2 separate regions of the Triticum aestivum genome follow, and region 1 is linked to region 2. The links are chromatin contacts, called in public Hi-C maps. All regions are on one chromosome and are shown on one strand. Each heading gives the region's core, a stretch centred on a gene start, on an enhancer-like site or on the middle of the called end of the contact. The rest is flanking DNA. Distances are from core to core; before and after follow the strand shown.

Evidence for each region. A called contact is a pair of places that touch in the nucleus more often than the background predicts.
Region 1: a contact with region 2 is called in a Hi-C map of leaf, with 7 times the contacts expected there. The contact joins the enhancer-like site here to the promoter of LOC123140281 in region 2. A contact is called at or near these places in 4 of 5 Hi-C or Micro-C datasets (leaf and an unstated tissue) and 1 of 1 datasets of contacts at active chromatin or transcription factors (leaf).

What each region holds. Positions count from the first base shown.
Region 1 is chr1B:589,371,758-589,378,790 of IWGSC CS RefSeq v2.1, reverse strand. No RefSeq gene overlaps it. Among protein-coding and RNA genes, the nearest start is that of LOC123140333, 210 kb to the left of the region's middle. Within about 2 kb of position 4,085, at least 2 of the 8 cell types and tissues checked have an H3K27ac peak or open chromatin away from gene starts, as enhancers often do. A contact at or near this core is called in leaf, where this site is marked.
Region 2 is chr1B:589,136,267-589,142,849 of IWGSC CS RefSeq v2.1, reverse strand. It overlaps LOC123140281 (alpha,alpha-trehalose-phosphate synthase [UDP-forming] 1), which reads left to right and starts at 2,060. Exons shown (of 19, transcript XM_044559906.1): 1 at 2,060-2,197; 2 at 2,306-2,370; 3 at 3,189-3,727; 4 at 3,823-3,920; 5 at 4,057-4,445; 6 at 4,524-4,638; 7 at 4,861-4,962; 8 at 5,260-5,410; 9 at 5,597-5,685; 10 at 5,801-5,849; 11 at 5,964-6,064; 12 at 6,207-6,394; 13 at 6,530-6,583. The coding sequence starts at 2,186.

The DNA of each region.
Region 1 (7,033 bases), core at 2,836-5,335, 230 kb before region 2:
AAATTTATAAAGTTCAGAATTTTAAAAATATTCATGAATTAATAAAATTCGTGAATTCAAAAAAGGTAACGGATTGTAAACAATGTTGCGAAATTGGAAAAAATTTGCCGGCTTATAATATGTTTGCCATTTCGATAAATCTTCATGAATTTGAGAAACTGCTCACAAATTCCAAAAATTTCGCCAATTCAGGAAACAGTAGTGAATTTGAAGAAATGTCGCTCATTTTAAAAATGTTTTTAATTAAAAAACGTTAGAGAAATTGCAAAATTGCTCCTGAAATTAAAAAATGTTCCTGATTTTAAAAACTGTTCATGAATTTTAGAAATATTTGAAAATCCAGAAAAATATTCATGAATATCAAAAATTGTTTGCATACTCCTTTTTAGATTTTTTTTCTGAACTTATATATTTTTTCGCATATGAGAAATGTGCATCAGTTAAACATGTCGATTATAAAATTGTTCGTGTTTTTTTGCGGAACTAAAATTAATCCCAATTTGTTTTAAAAATGAATTCAAAAATTGTTCAAGGATTTCAAACATGTTCCTGAGTTTAAAACCTAATGTGAATTTAAAATGGAAGAAAAAACTTATAAAAAGGAAAAGAAAAGAACAAAAAATAAACCCAAAAGGAAAAACACATAGAAAAGGAAAACAGATTCAGGGACTTTCCCAAAACTGGTGGGAGAATGGCACGTGGAATTCCTCAATGTGTCAGCCTACATCAATGCGAGCAATTGTGTGTTTGTGGGGGTGAGGGTCGGGTCGTGTTTGCTGCCTATTCCCCGACCTACGTGAGAGATAGGATCGCCGCGTCTGGGGGTTATACTCCGAAACACGCGGGGATTAGGAGGTCTCTGCACAAGTGCTCTACTGTCAACGGATGAAAAAACATATTCAAGAACCTGATATGGAAAATAAAAAGGAAAGTCCAAGCTGTGCGGTCGGGAAATCCCACACTTGGAATCCTGATACAAAGGCCCATGTTGGCGGCCAGCGGCCTTCGTGCCAAGTGACGACCGCCCTTGTCCCTTTCCTTTTTCCATTCATATATCTCACATGGGCCAAGCGTTTACAGTTATTGGGCCGGCCCATTCACACTCAGTTAAAACAAAATGGAGAAGGGAAAGGAGAGAAAGGCATTTCTTATTTGCGCTGCAGGTGCCCGTTACAGTGCAATTTGCAAAAGGGGACAGGGGCTCCCAACCCTTTCGTAGTAAGGGTTCGGTTCAAGCCACCAGGCTATCCACCCGCAAGTGTTAAAGTAGTTTATTTTTCTGTTTTTATTCTTCAGCTCGGTTTATTCTCTTTTCTTTTTTTCATCTTTTTTGTTTTCTTTATTGCACGTTTTTTCTAAAATTCGTAAACTTTTTTTTAAATGCGTGAACTTTTTTGAAAATAAATGAAAATTTTCGTGATTTTTTGAACTTTTTTTCAAATTCGATGAACATTTTTTTCAAATTCTATGAACATTTGTTTTGAAATTCTATGAACTTTTTTCAAATTCGATGAACTTTTTATGAATTCATGAACTTTTTACATTTTTGCGAACTTTTCCTTTCAATTCATGGCTTATACCAATGCCTTTCCAAATTGATGTTTCCTTTTTTCAAATAATTTATACAGGGTATTAAGTAATAGCATATATTTAATGTTTGTACTGTATGAAAGATTAAAGAGTTGTGCTTTCCTCCAATAATCAGTAGACTGAGGCTGGTGCAGTGGTTAACCCTTCTGTGCATTTACTTGGACGTGATGAGTTTGATTCCTGCTTCTCTCAAATTAACGTGAAATTTTCGGTGATCACCCCCGCTGCTAGCCATTACGCCTTGTCCAGTTCTTGATAATTAATCGAGGCGAGACATACTTGACACGGTTTTCAAAATGATTCTCCTTTTTTTCGTTCTTTCACGGGGTTTTCTTCGTTTTTCCTCTGGTTTCTCTCTTTTCATTCCTTTTTGTTGTTTTTCTTTAGTTTCTTTATTTCTTTCTCACGTTTTACCTGATTTTTTTCTTTTTTATTGTTTTATTCGGTTTTTTTGGTTTCTTTGTCGTTTTTCAATAGATTTCTTTGTTTTCTCTCAGGTTTCATTGTTTTTCTATACAAGTTTTTTGTATGTATCTAATACATTTTCTAAGACACATTTCACATTTTAAATGCTTGATTAACAACTTTTAAATATGAGATTAACATGTTTAATAATGGGAAATATTCTTTCCCTGTTTTTACTTTTTTTTATTTTTCTTCATTTTGTTTGGTTTTCTCTGAGTTTTTCTATTTTCTCTTTATTCTTAGGTTTTGTCATATCATCTCCATTTTATTTATTTTGTTTTTGTTTTTCATTGTTTTTAGCAGTCTTTTCATTCTGTTTGCATTCATTTCTGTGGTTTTATTTTTTTTCCACTGGTTTATTTGGTCTCTTTTCCTTTTTACTTTTTGGTTCTACGTTTCCTATTGGTTTTCATTCTATATTTTTGTATATGTGAACAATATTTTTCTAATACACGCTTAACAATTTTCAATACAAACTTAACATATTATAATGCATGTACAACATTTTTCTAAGAATAATTTTAACATTTTTCAAATGCTTGACTGACATTTTTTAAAACACAAGATTAAGATTTTTATTACATGGTCAACATCTTTCATATACACAGTTTTAAACCTTTTCAAATGCTTAATTAACATTTCCTAACACATGGTCCACACTTTTTATGCACATTATCATTTTTCAAATGCTTGGTTAACCTTTTTTAAATACAATATTTACATTTTTTGAATAGATGGTCAACATTTTTCAAAACACATTTACATTTTCAAATGCTTGATTAACATTTCTTTCAAATAACTGTTCATTTTTTTCAAATGTTTGATTAACATTTATATATACATGATCAAATTTTGAATGCATGCTCAACATCTTTTCTATACACATCTTACATTTTTCAAATGATTGAGTAACATATTTTTTTTCAAATACTTATTCAACATTTTTTCAAATGTTTGATTAACATTTTTTATATACATGAGCAACTTTTATATGAAAATTTTAATACATGGTCAACAAGTTTTCTATACACATCTAAATTTTTTCAAATGCTCTATGAACAATTTTTTATATAAACGATCAATTGTTTTAATCATATTTTAAATACCTAGCCAACATTTTTTTTCTGTACACATTTAACATTATCCCAGTGCTTGATTTAGATTTTTCAGACACTTATTCAACTTTTTCTCAAATGCTTGATTAACATTTTCTAATACACGATCAAATTGTTTCATACAGATTTTTTTGTATACACATTTTTTATGGGATACACTATTTCTTTAATCATATTTAACGCATTTTGGTCAACATTTTTCAAATATTTTTTATGTAGAATAGTTTTAAAAATATATTTACTTACAATATTGGAAGTATAAACAAAAGAAAAAAACACATGAAAAGGCAAGAAAAAATAGGTTGTTGTTCCCGGGAGCCTGGGCCGGCCCAACTCGAACCACCCTTCAGCGATGGTTCCTCTCGTGTCAGTGTCGGACCTAGAACCGCAGAATTGGCGGTTCCATAGTTCTAAATTTACACTAAACATCATTATAGTCTCAACAAAAAGTCTTAAAATAGCAACAACTCAATGAATATTTACTCTTAAGTATATAGAAAAATTTATTTTGTAATTTTGGAGGGGGTGACATGGCACCCAAGGCACCCCACTAGATGCGCCCTTGTCCTGTGTCGCTGAAGGCGAGATATAGGGGCGCCCTGTTTCAGTTCAGGAAAAAAAACGTCGCTTGCTTGAAGCTTCTGCACCAGATGAAGTCCACGTGCTTCCACGGAGATGGGTGATTTTTGTCCCTCTCGTGTTCCCGGCAGGGCATTCGACCGGCGATCTCGTCATATCCGGCACGTCCGTGTCCATGAGTCCATCTCTCCGATAAAAGCATGCCTTGATCGATCGTGGCATGGCCGGAGGAGCGAATGATCTCGATGTATCTGCCGCCACGCACATTCCCGACACGTGGCGGGGCGGGATACGCACGCGCCCTGCCACTTGCATGCACGCCCAGGGCCAGGGCCAGGGCCAGGCTACGCACCACCACACGCGCTAGCTAGCTGTAGTCCATGCACGACAGTCCACAGGTGTAGTAGTAGAAGTATTTCGAAATCTATATGTATACTCCTTCGTAGGATCTGCTAGTGTACGCACGTACTGCCTTATGTGTCATTCTCACAGAGACAAGTACCTTGTAGACAGCGAACCAACCTGTGGTTGGATGGTTAGAGGGACAGTGGTTCAGCCCATCAGGGTTCAAGTCTGGTGTTCGCATTATTTCTGAATTTATTTCAGGATTTTCGGCGATGCGCTTTCAGTGGGAGGAGACGTTCCCGTCGACGACGAGACGCCTACGGTGACTGCTCGGTCTTTCAGAGGTATGCGCATATGTATGAGCGCTTGTGTCTGTACTGATATTCAAAAAAAGTATCTTGTAGACAAGAAAATTGTACTGCTGCATGCTATGCTTGTTCGAATATTATCCTCCCGAAAGGATGAAAATGGGAGGGGTCACGCAAGGTAATTGGTACTGCTCCTGCAATACTATCTATCTAGCGCTGCACTGGAACACATCAACCTTTTCCTTTTGCAAGTTGGCCTGGCGATGGATCGATGCCACAAAAAGGGCCGCAGATTCAATGTAGTACTATGTGACGGTTCTATATATGTAAACGCACATAATGCAAGCCTTGCGTGTCATTCTCACAGGTCACAGCGACGGGTCCTCTGTAGAAAACTGTACTGCTGGTGAATGCAGGTTCGAATATTATCGGCTACAGGTAGCTAGCTCGTTTATCCTCATAAAAGGAAGAAAAGGGGAGGAACTACGCAAGGTACTTGGTACTGTCTAGCGCTGCAACACATCAAGCTTTTGCAAGTTTTTTTTTTTTTTTTTTTTTTTTTTTTGCAATTCTCAAGCTTTTGCAAGTTGCTCGGGACGACGGATCGATGCCAGGAAAAGGGGCCGCGGATTCGATCGTGATCTCACTCACCCCAGGCATAAAACCACAACAAGTTGCAACATGCATACGCATGGCAGTACTGCCACCTCCAAGTAGCACTAGCACTAGCAGTAGCGTACCACACTGACTGACACCGCGCGCGCGTGTGTCCGCGCCGAGATCTGGGCGAGATCGGATAAAAGGTGGCGGTGTCGCGCGCCCGGCCGGGGCGCGATTACCGATGAGGATTTGGTTCGGTTCCTCCGTGGATCGCAGGGGCACATGCATGCATGCCGCTGCCCAGTCTGCTTTCCGTTTCCAGCCGCGGCGCGTCGTGATGTCAGCCCCGGCCCCGCCCGCCCGGGAGAATAGTACGAGAAAATGATGGCATTGTGGAAGCTCTGTGCATGCAGATGCAGGGGCGGTCCCTTGGCAAATGCCGTGGAAGTTGTCACATACACTACTTAACGATCAGCACCGTGCATGATAGGCTAATAATCTAGTGGGTCTCGACCTGGCATGTATATGAGTACATACACAATATCCCATGAGATTGCTTTCATAAAAAAAAACAATCTCGTTTTCGAAACTTAGCAAGAAGAGTATCTTTTGAGTGCCGAACTACTGTTTCAAAGATAAGAAAGATCCATGTATATGTAAAGAATGGATGCGAGCAGCTAGCATGTCCATGTCAAATATGACAGGAAAAATCCCGTGATGATTTTTGTTTTCTTTCTCGGTAGCCAGAAGGTTGCATAACTCATAGTGTGTCCCGTAGCTCTCATGTGGTCATACGTACCTTTTTACCAAAATTGCATTGACAAGTTTATCACGAATTATTTTTCACCTATTTTTGTAACTTATTATAGGGCTCTCAATACTTGCTAATTGTTTCCGCCATATCAAAAGAGACAAAGCAAAAACCCTTAACCCTGTCGTCCTCGTAGTTTGAAGGAGATCGGTACCATCGTCCTCGGTGCGGTTTACCTCGAGTGCTTGCACGCAAAGAATCGGGAGATATTTCACACGAGATATGGAAAGGTAAAGTCCTTGCAACTATGTGTTTTCAGCGGTGGCTATGATATTGAGTGACTTCTTGTAAGCATCGAGTGAGGTACAAATGATCTGATCCACTGCGATGGACGATTCTCCACTATCATTGTGATGTCCCTTTTCTTTGGATTGCCATTTTTATGTTCCTTTCGTGGCTTTTTCTGTTGCCTTTTGTTGCAAGGAAATATCCGGAGTCTATGTTCCATTCTAACTATGCTAAACATTATTTTCAGAGAGACTCGGAAATATTTTGATACACTAAAGTTTAGAGAGCAAAAATCCATGCCTATACCATGCTGGCTGCATGCACACTTTATTTCTCAGATGTGTTTTCTTTGCTCCAGAAAGGTAATGAAAAATTTAAGCAAAACCATGAATTCACTTCATGCTATATCCAAATTTGAAGCAAATTTTCTTCTGATCATACCCATCCTGGGAGGGAATTGTGATAACTCTTATAAAGTTGTGGCTTAAGCATGGGGCAGGACCACCCTCTAGCTTTAGACATGGGATGGTTTTGTGGGAATAAAATCACAAACCCAAATACTTATCAGAGAAAATATCATGAGTGTACTACAATGTTATGCAAAATCGCACAAAGAAAAATGGGAGAAAAAGCCAAAGATGGGTGACATATATGAAAAAGAACAAGTGGTAGAAAATATATGTATATAAAATCCATAGGTTTCCACTTTTTGGTTTCTCCCAAACATCATGACATATAGAGTGAACTTTTGGATAACTTCTGTAATTCAGAGTGCATATCTATTTTCAGAATTTATAGTATACAAAAATATCGACAAGACAAGAGGTTTAGATACACCTTGAGCTTATAAAATTTCTCTTTAAGCTATTTTTAATCGGACATGGTCGCAATTTTGCGCCAAGATTTGTAAGTATACCATTTTGTCTATGATTTTTTTCAAACGGAAAAGACAAGACTTTATGAAATGAAAAGTATATGTTTATCTTCTTGTG
Region 2 (6,583 bases), core at 811-3,310:
GGCAGATCTTTTAAAAGCCGGCCGACACGTAGCAACCCTAAGCCAGAGTTGAAACAACCTTCTACACTAGTTCAAAAGTCTCATAAAATTTGTTGATTTACTTGGGCGATGGATGCTTTTGTTGTACGCAAATCGTATAGATACACGATGATCTCAACCAATGAGAAGATGCATGCGTAAGAAGATGGGAGCTGTAGTTCATCTGTGGCATGCGTCAAGGCATTGGCTAATTCCGGGTTCTTTATGCTTTTAGCTGGCTTGTGCACGTGACGGGCTTGTTCATATCTTTTGAGTGGTTTCTGCTATCAATAAACGACATGTATGATGTTGGGTTTTGTATTGTACCGGCTAGTTAGTCCCAGCTGGATCCCCCGTTCTTCTTATAGAAGCAGGGTTGTCTTGGCCTTTTTCTCTAAACATGCTAGGAATTCATTCATTTCACCCCACAACTATTCCTTGAGTCCAACTTTGGTCCAATAATTTGAATATGAATAACATAAACCCCAACTATTAAAACTATATAACTTTGTTCCCTTTCTCCCCGACGTTTCATTTTTCTCGAATACACATAGCATGCATATGATATATGTTGAGAGAGAGAGAGAGACAGAGAAAGGGTACAAGAGCCCTCCACCGAGGGTGTTACAACACACCCGTCCACTCCACACTAACACACAAATCTATGTCTCATTCGACACCCACATTTGAATCCACGAGAAGAGGATATCTAAACCCGGTGATCTCTACAATCCCGCCATCCTCCAAGCTCTACCCTCAACAAGAACCCTGCCTAGCAACCACTGCAAAGATGGCGATTCACCATAAAAAACAATGCCATTCCAGTGCTTCCACAACTCCCAAAAGGCCAGTGTGAGCAAAGCTCGCAAATCCTTGTCATGCATGCCTTGGACGCACTTGCCAGGATCCAAATAGGGAGGGTGCTTGTCTGCGTGGGGGTCTAGTCCGGCTTGTCCAAAGTTGTGCACAGCTGTAACCAGAAGGCTCTCGTGAAGACGCATTGCAACATGATATGACTTATGGTTTCATCCTCCTGGTTGCAACGTGGGCAAGTATCCTGATGCGGCAGTCCACGTCTAGCCAAACGATCGGAGGTCTAACAACGGTTCTTCATGGCGAGCCAAACAAAGAACCGACACTGCAGGGGGGGGGGGGTGTCTAGACTTCCACGTGAAATCAGCCATGGGGGCAAGTTGTCTTCCCATGAACAACGTTGCGTACGCCGATCGAGCAGTGTAAGCGCCACCCGGCTCCCAAGCCCACTTGATGACATCCGGAATCCCAACTTGTGTTTGTATGTTTCCATCGCGTTGCCATAATACCATGAACTCCATGAGGGTCGGTGCATCCATGTCCGGCCCCACGTCGTTGCCCACATCCATTCTCCAAGGCCTCATGCATACATAGTTGTGAGCGCACACGAGGGATACCATTCTCCCCGACGTTGAAGTACTTTGATGGATGACACAACGGTGACTTTGCACACGTGAAAGCACAGTAAAAAAATGTTTTCTGGAAGAATAGCAAATAAATGAATAAGGAAGAAACTTACTGCAAAACATGAAAACAAGAATATGAAGACAAACTATTGTACAGAGAACTTAAGAAATATGGAAAATATGGAATTTTAAAAATAGAAAAGGATTCCTAGGAATGTTCATGAACGAACACGAATTATGGTTGAGTACATTGCTTACTTTTTATTTTTTTGCATTATAAACTATAAACTATGATTTTAAAAACGGTATTTATGTTTTCATTTATAGGAGTCACATATTTCTCTAGCTTATATAGAACATTTTTATGGTATCCCTTAAAAAGGTACATTGTCATGTATTTCCTTTCTCTTCTACTAGTCTACTAGAGAATTCCATTACAAGAGCAAACTAAAAGCAGGGCCAGGAATACACGATGATTTACACTAAACACCTCTAGGCCCGAAGAGTTGCAGCCCTGAGGGGCAGGAGGGGCAATTTCACAAACATGCGCGGCTCGTTCCTTTTTTCTTTCTTTATAAATACGGTTCGTGTATTGGCCGAGGGGGAGGTGCCGCTAGCTGGATCCCAGCGATCCTATAAAAAGGTGCCAATCGCCCCCACCCCGACCTGCACACATCGCTCGTGCTCTCAAACAAGAGTGCGAGTTCGAGGCATGACGGCCCTGCTGCATGTTGCATGAGGTACCACCCCCCTTCCCCCCTCTCTCCCTCCCTAGTGTGTTCTGTTCTGCTAGTCTGTTGCAGTCCCCTCCCATCCCCCGGACTCATCTCCTCTCTTGTTATCACCAGCCGGCCGGAGTCGGATCCCATTGCAGCAACGAGCCCAGAGCAGCGCGAGGCGGCGACCGATCTGGGTGAGTTGTTCATCCGTACCACGTTCCTTTTTTTTTCTCTCGTTTCGCCTGTGCGGCGCCGCCGCCTCGTTTGGATGGATCCCGGCCGGCGGGCAGGGCGGTTCCCGCCGATCTCATCGGGGACTAGTAGATTAGATTGGCAGCAGTAGTTCCGATGCCGGGGGCATGGCGTGACCAGGGTGGCCGGTCCGTATGGGCCGTGAACGCCATCACGATCCGGCCTTCTCCGGGTCTTGTAATCGCATTCGATTTCTGTTGTAGAGATTTTTTTTTTGGCTAAGCTTATTTTCCTGTTGTTAGTAGTAGAGTTTTTTTTAAAAAGTTTTTTTTAGGGAAAAATAGAACGGGAACGTGATTACGGTTTTTGCGCTTGAAACTTTTTGTGAAAACAAAAAGGGGGAGGAATTTGGGGGGCGTGTGTGTATGACGAACGGTGGGCGTAATAAAAGAGGATTTTCTGCGGCCCGGCGCGCTTGACTAGGCCCGTGCTCCTGGCTGACGGCTATCCCACTGACGCAAGGGCCCCACCCCGCGCCGTTTTAACAGGGTCCGTGGCGAGCGAGCCGCTGCGCACACGAGTCACACAACGCAACACGGGAGCCAGCGCGAGAGGAAAAGCAGCGCAATTAAGGCCAGCCGCGCCTCCTCCTCGGGACGCGCGCGCTCTCGCGGGCGGGAGACAGAGCCGTCGCCGTTCGCCGTTCGTCGCTCGCCGCCGCCCGCCGCCGCCCGCCGCCCATGAGTGATGACGGGCCGTCTCGTTTCTCCGCCGTGTCGCGCCGCCGTCGCTCACCGCGTGCGCCCGCCTAATGCTGCAGGCCGAATCAGCCGGCGGGGGAGTCGTCGCGGCGGTCCATGAGCGCTGACGCCGCGGGCACCAACATCATCAGCAGAAGAAGAAGCAGGCTGGGCGACGAAGCCATGCCGACCCCGTCCTCCAACGCCCCCGACTCCTCGCCCTTCTCCAACGACGGCGGCGCCTCGCCGAGCGCCATCGACCGCATGCTCCGGGGCAGCGGCCGGCGCCACCACCTGCCCACGGCCGCGTCCCCCGACGCCATGGACACGGACGTCGTGGAGCCCGCCGCGGCCTCCCTCGCCGACTGCGGCGCCCAGTCGCGCCCCGAGGGCGGCCCGCACGCCAGCATGGACGACGCCGGCGGTGGCGGGTCGGGGGGCCACGCCCCGCGGCCGCCGCTCTCCGGTCCCCGCAGCGGGTTCCGCCGCCTCGGCCTCCGCGGCATGAAGCAGCGCCTCCTCGTCGTGGCCAACCGCCTCCCCGTCTCCGCTAATCGCCGCGGCGAGGATCAGTGGTCCCTGGAGATCAGCGCCGGTGGCCTCGTCAGCGCGCTCCTCGGTAATCCCTTCTCCTCAATGTCATGCGCCGGAGCGACGCATGCATCAGAATCCTGCACTAGTAGCTGCATGTACTGAATTTTTCTGAATTCGCAGGTGTGAAGGATGTCGACGCGAAGTGGATTGGCTGGGCCGGTGTGAACGTCCCCGACGAGGTCGGCCAGCAGGCTCTCACCAATGCACTCGCCGAGAAGGTTCGTTGCAATCCACAGAATCTAGAACATATTTGGTGTCAACTGAACCAATAGAACAGTGCTTTCTGTGTTTTTACCGCTCTAGTTCGTTCTAGTGACTGAAACCATATCTGTTTCTGCTGATCAAACAAAACAGAGATGCATACCAGTGTTCCTGGACGAGGAGATCGTGCACCAGTACTACAACGGCTACTGCAACAACATACTCTGGCCGCTCTTCCACTACCTGGGGCTGCCGCAGGAGGACAGGCTGGCAACCACGAGGAACTTCGAGTCGCAGTTCGACGCGTACAAGCGAGCCAACCAGATGTTTGCTGATGTCGTCTACGAGCACTACCAGGAAGGGGATGTCATCTGGTGCCATGACTACCACCTCATGTTCCTGCCCAGGTGCCTCAAGGAGCATGACATCAACATGAAGGTCGGGTGGTTCCTGCACACGCCGTTCCCTTCCTCGGAGATTTACCGCACCCTGCCATCACGCTCGGAGCTGCTTCGCTCCGTGCTCTGCGCTGATTTAGTCGGGTGAGCATGCATCTTGCTTTTTATAAGTAATGGTTTCTTTACAAGTTGTTCTTAGCTCTGACTGATTTTCTTCTTCAGATTTCATACATACGACTATGCAAGGCATTTCGTGAGCGCATGTACCAGGATACTCGGACTCGAGGGTACCCCTGAAGGTGTGGAGGACCAGGGAAAGTTAACACGGGTTGCAGCGGTACACATCAGAACTTTTATGTTAATTAGTTTGTTTATCCGACATGTTTGGGATCAGTGGCGGTGCTTCACTAGGGCCTCTCCTCGTTGTGAAATACCATTAGTTGTTAAGCTATTCATGATTTCACCTATTCCTACATCTCATTACGATGATTTATACAATATCCAATTTGTTATTTGGAAAATGGGTGATTCTTTTTACTCACGTGGCTGAAATCTTCAGTTTCCTATTGGGATAGACTCTGATCGTTTCAAAAGGGCGTTGGACATTGATGCAGCAAAAAGACATGTCAATGAATTGAAACAGCGATTTGCGGGACGGAAGGTGAGAAAACACTTGAAATTTCCAAACAGCTGATAGGATGCTGCTATTGTATTTTTGAAATTTCCAGATCTACCTGGCACATTTTAGCGGTTCTAACTCATAAATGCCACCTTGAAACCCACACTTCCATTTCTGTCCTGTTATTCTAATGTAGGACATTAGATCTTGACCTACAAACTTATAAACCATACTAATGATATCTTTTTGATTGACCTATCTTTCTTTTGTTGAAAATTCAATAATTTATCGACGTCTCTTGTAGTCTTACAGAGTATTTGTTCCTGGTTATTGTCATAGGTAATGCTTGGTGTTGATCGACTTGACATGATCAAAGGAATTCCCCAAAAGATTTTGGCCTTTGAAAAGTTTCTTGAGGAAAACCCTGAATGGATTGATAAAGTGGTTCTGCTTCAAATTGCTGTGCCAACTAGAACTGACGTCCCTGAGTGTAAGAACATTTCTGTATTTTGTTCTTGCCACTCAGCATATGTAGTGCATCATATGTTTGACATATGATTGTTCATACACATAGTTTTCAATTCGTCAGCTTGCTGTCTCTTTTTAAAATATCATTCCTCTTAAACAATATAGATTTGGTTGCAGTTCTTATAGCACTTCCTTGTTTCTTGAGCAGATCAGAAGCTTACAAGCCAAGTGCATGAAATTGTTGGGCGCATAAATGGACGATTTGGAACATTGTCTGCTGTTCCTATTCATCATCTGGTTAGCTTTTAAATAGCTCTTTGTGCTATCTTATGACCTAAATTCTTTGTGCTATCTTTTAAATAGCTCTTTGGCAAACTATTTCGTTTCATCTAAAATAATTTGCTCCTTGCAGGATCGATCTCTTGATTTCCATGCCTTGTGTGCTCTTTATGCAGTCACTGGTAATTCCTGGCAGCTCTCTTGATATTGAAAGTTGGACTTTATTAGCACTCTTTTGTTCAAAATATTAGTGCTTTTATCATGCTTGAGCTGTGCATTTCCTCTGTTTTGCTTAGATGTGGCTCTTGTAACATCACTGAGGGATGGCATGAATCTTGTAAGCTACGAATATGTTGCATGCCAGGGATCAAAAAAAGGAGTTTTGATATTGAGTGAGGTAAGTGATCAGCTATCGATTGGTTCCAAATTTAGTCTGTAAGGATATTCATATGTGTGTGTTTATATTTCCCGTTTCTTTTACACAGTCTCCTGAAAACATATTTGATTTTGGTTCATAAGTTCTGCCATTGCAATTTCAGTTTGCCGGTGCAGCACAATCGCTTGGTGCTGGTGCCATTCTTGTAAATCCCTGGAATATTACAGAAGTTGCAGACTCAATAAAACATGCTTTAACAATGACATCTGATGAGAGAGAGAAGCGGCACAGGCATAACTACGCGCATGTAACAACTCATACCGCCCAAGATTGGGCTGAAACTTTTGTATGGTGAGGAGCTCGTTTCCACTTCGTCTCATTTGTACTTTTATTACTAGTGGATTAAATGTTTCTTTTTCATCGTCAATATAAATTTGTTAGCTGCTCCCAGACTTTCTTGTAACCACACTGTGTCTTTTCATGTAGTGAGCTAAACGATACAGTTGCTGAAGCTCTGATGAGAACAAGACAAGTTCCTCC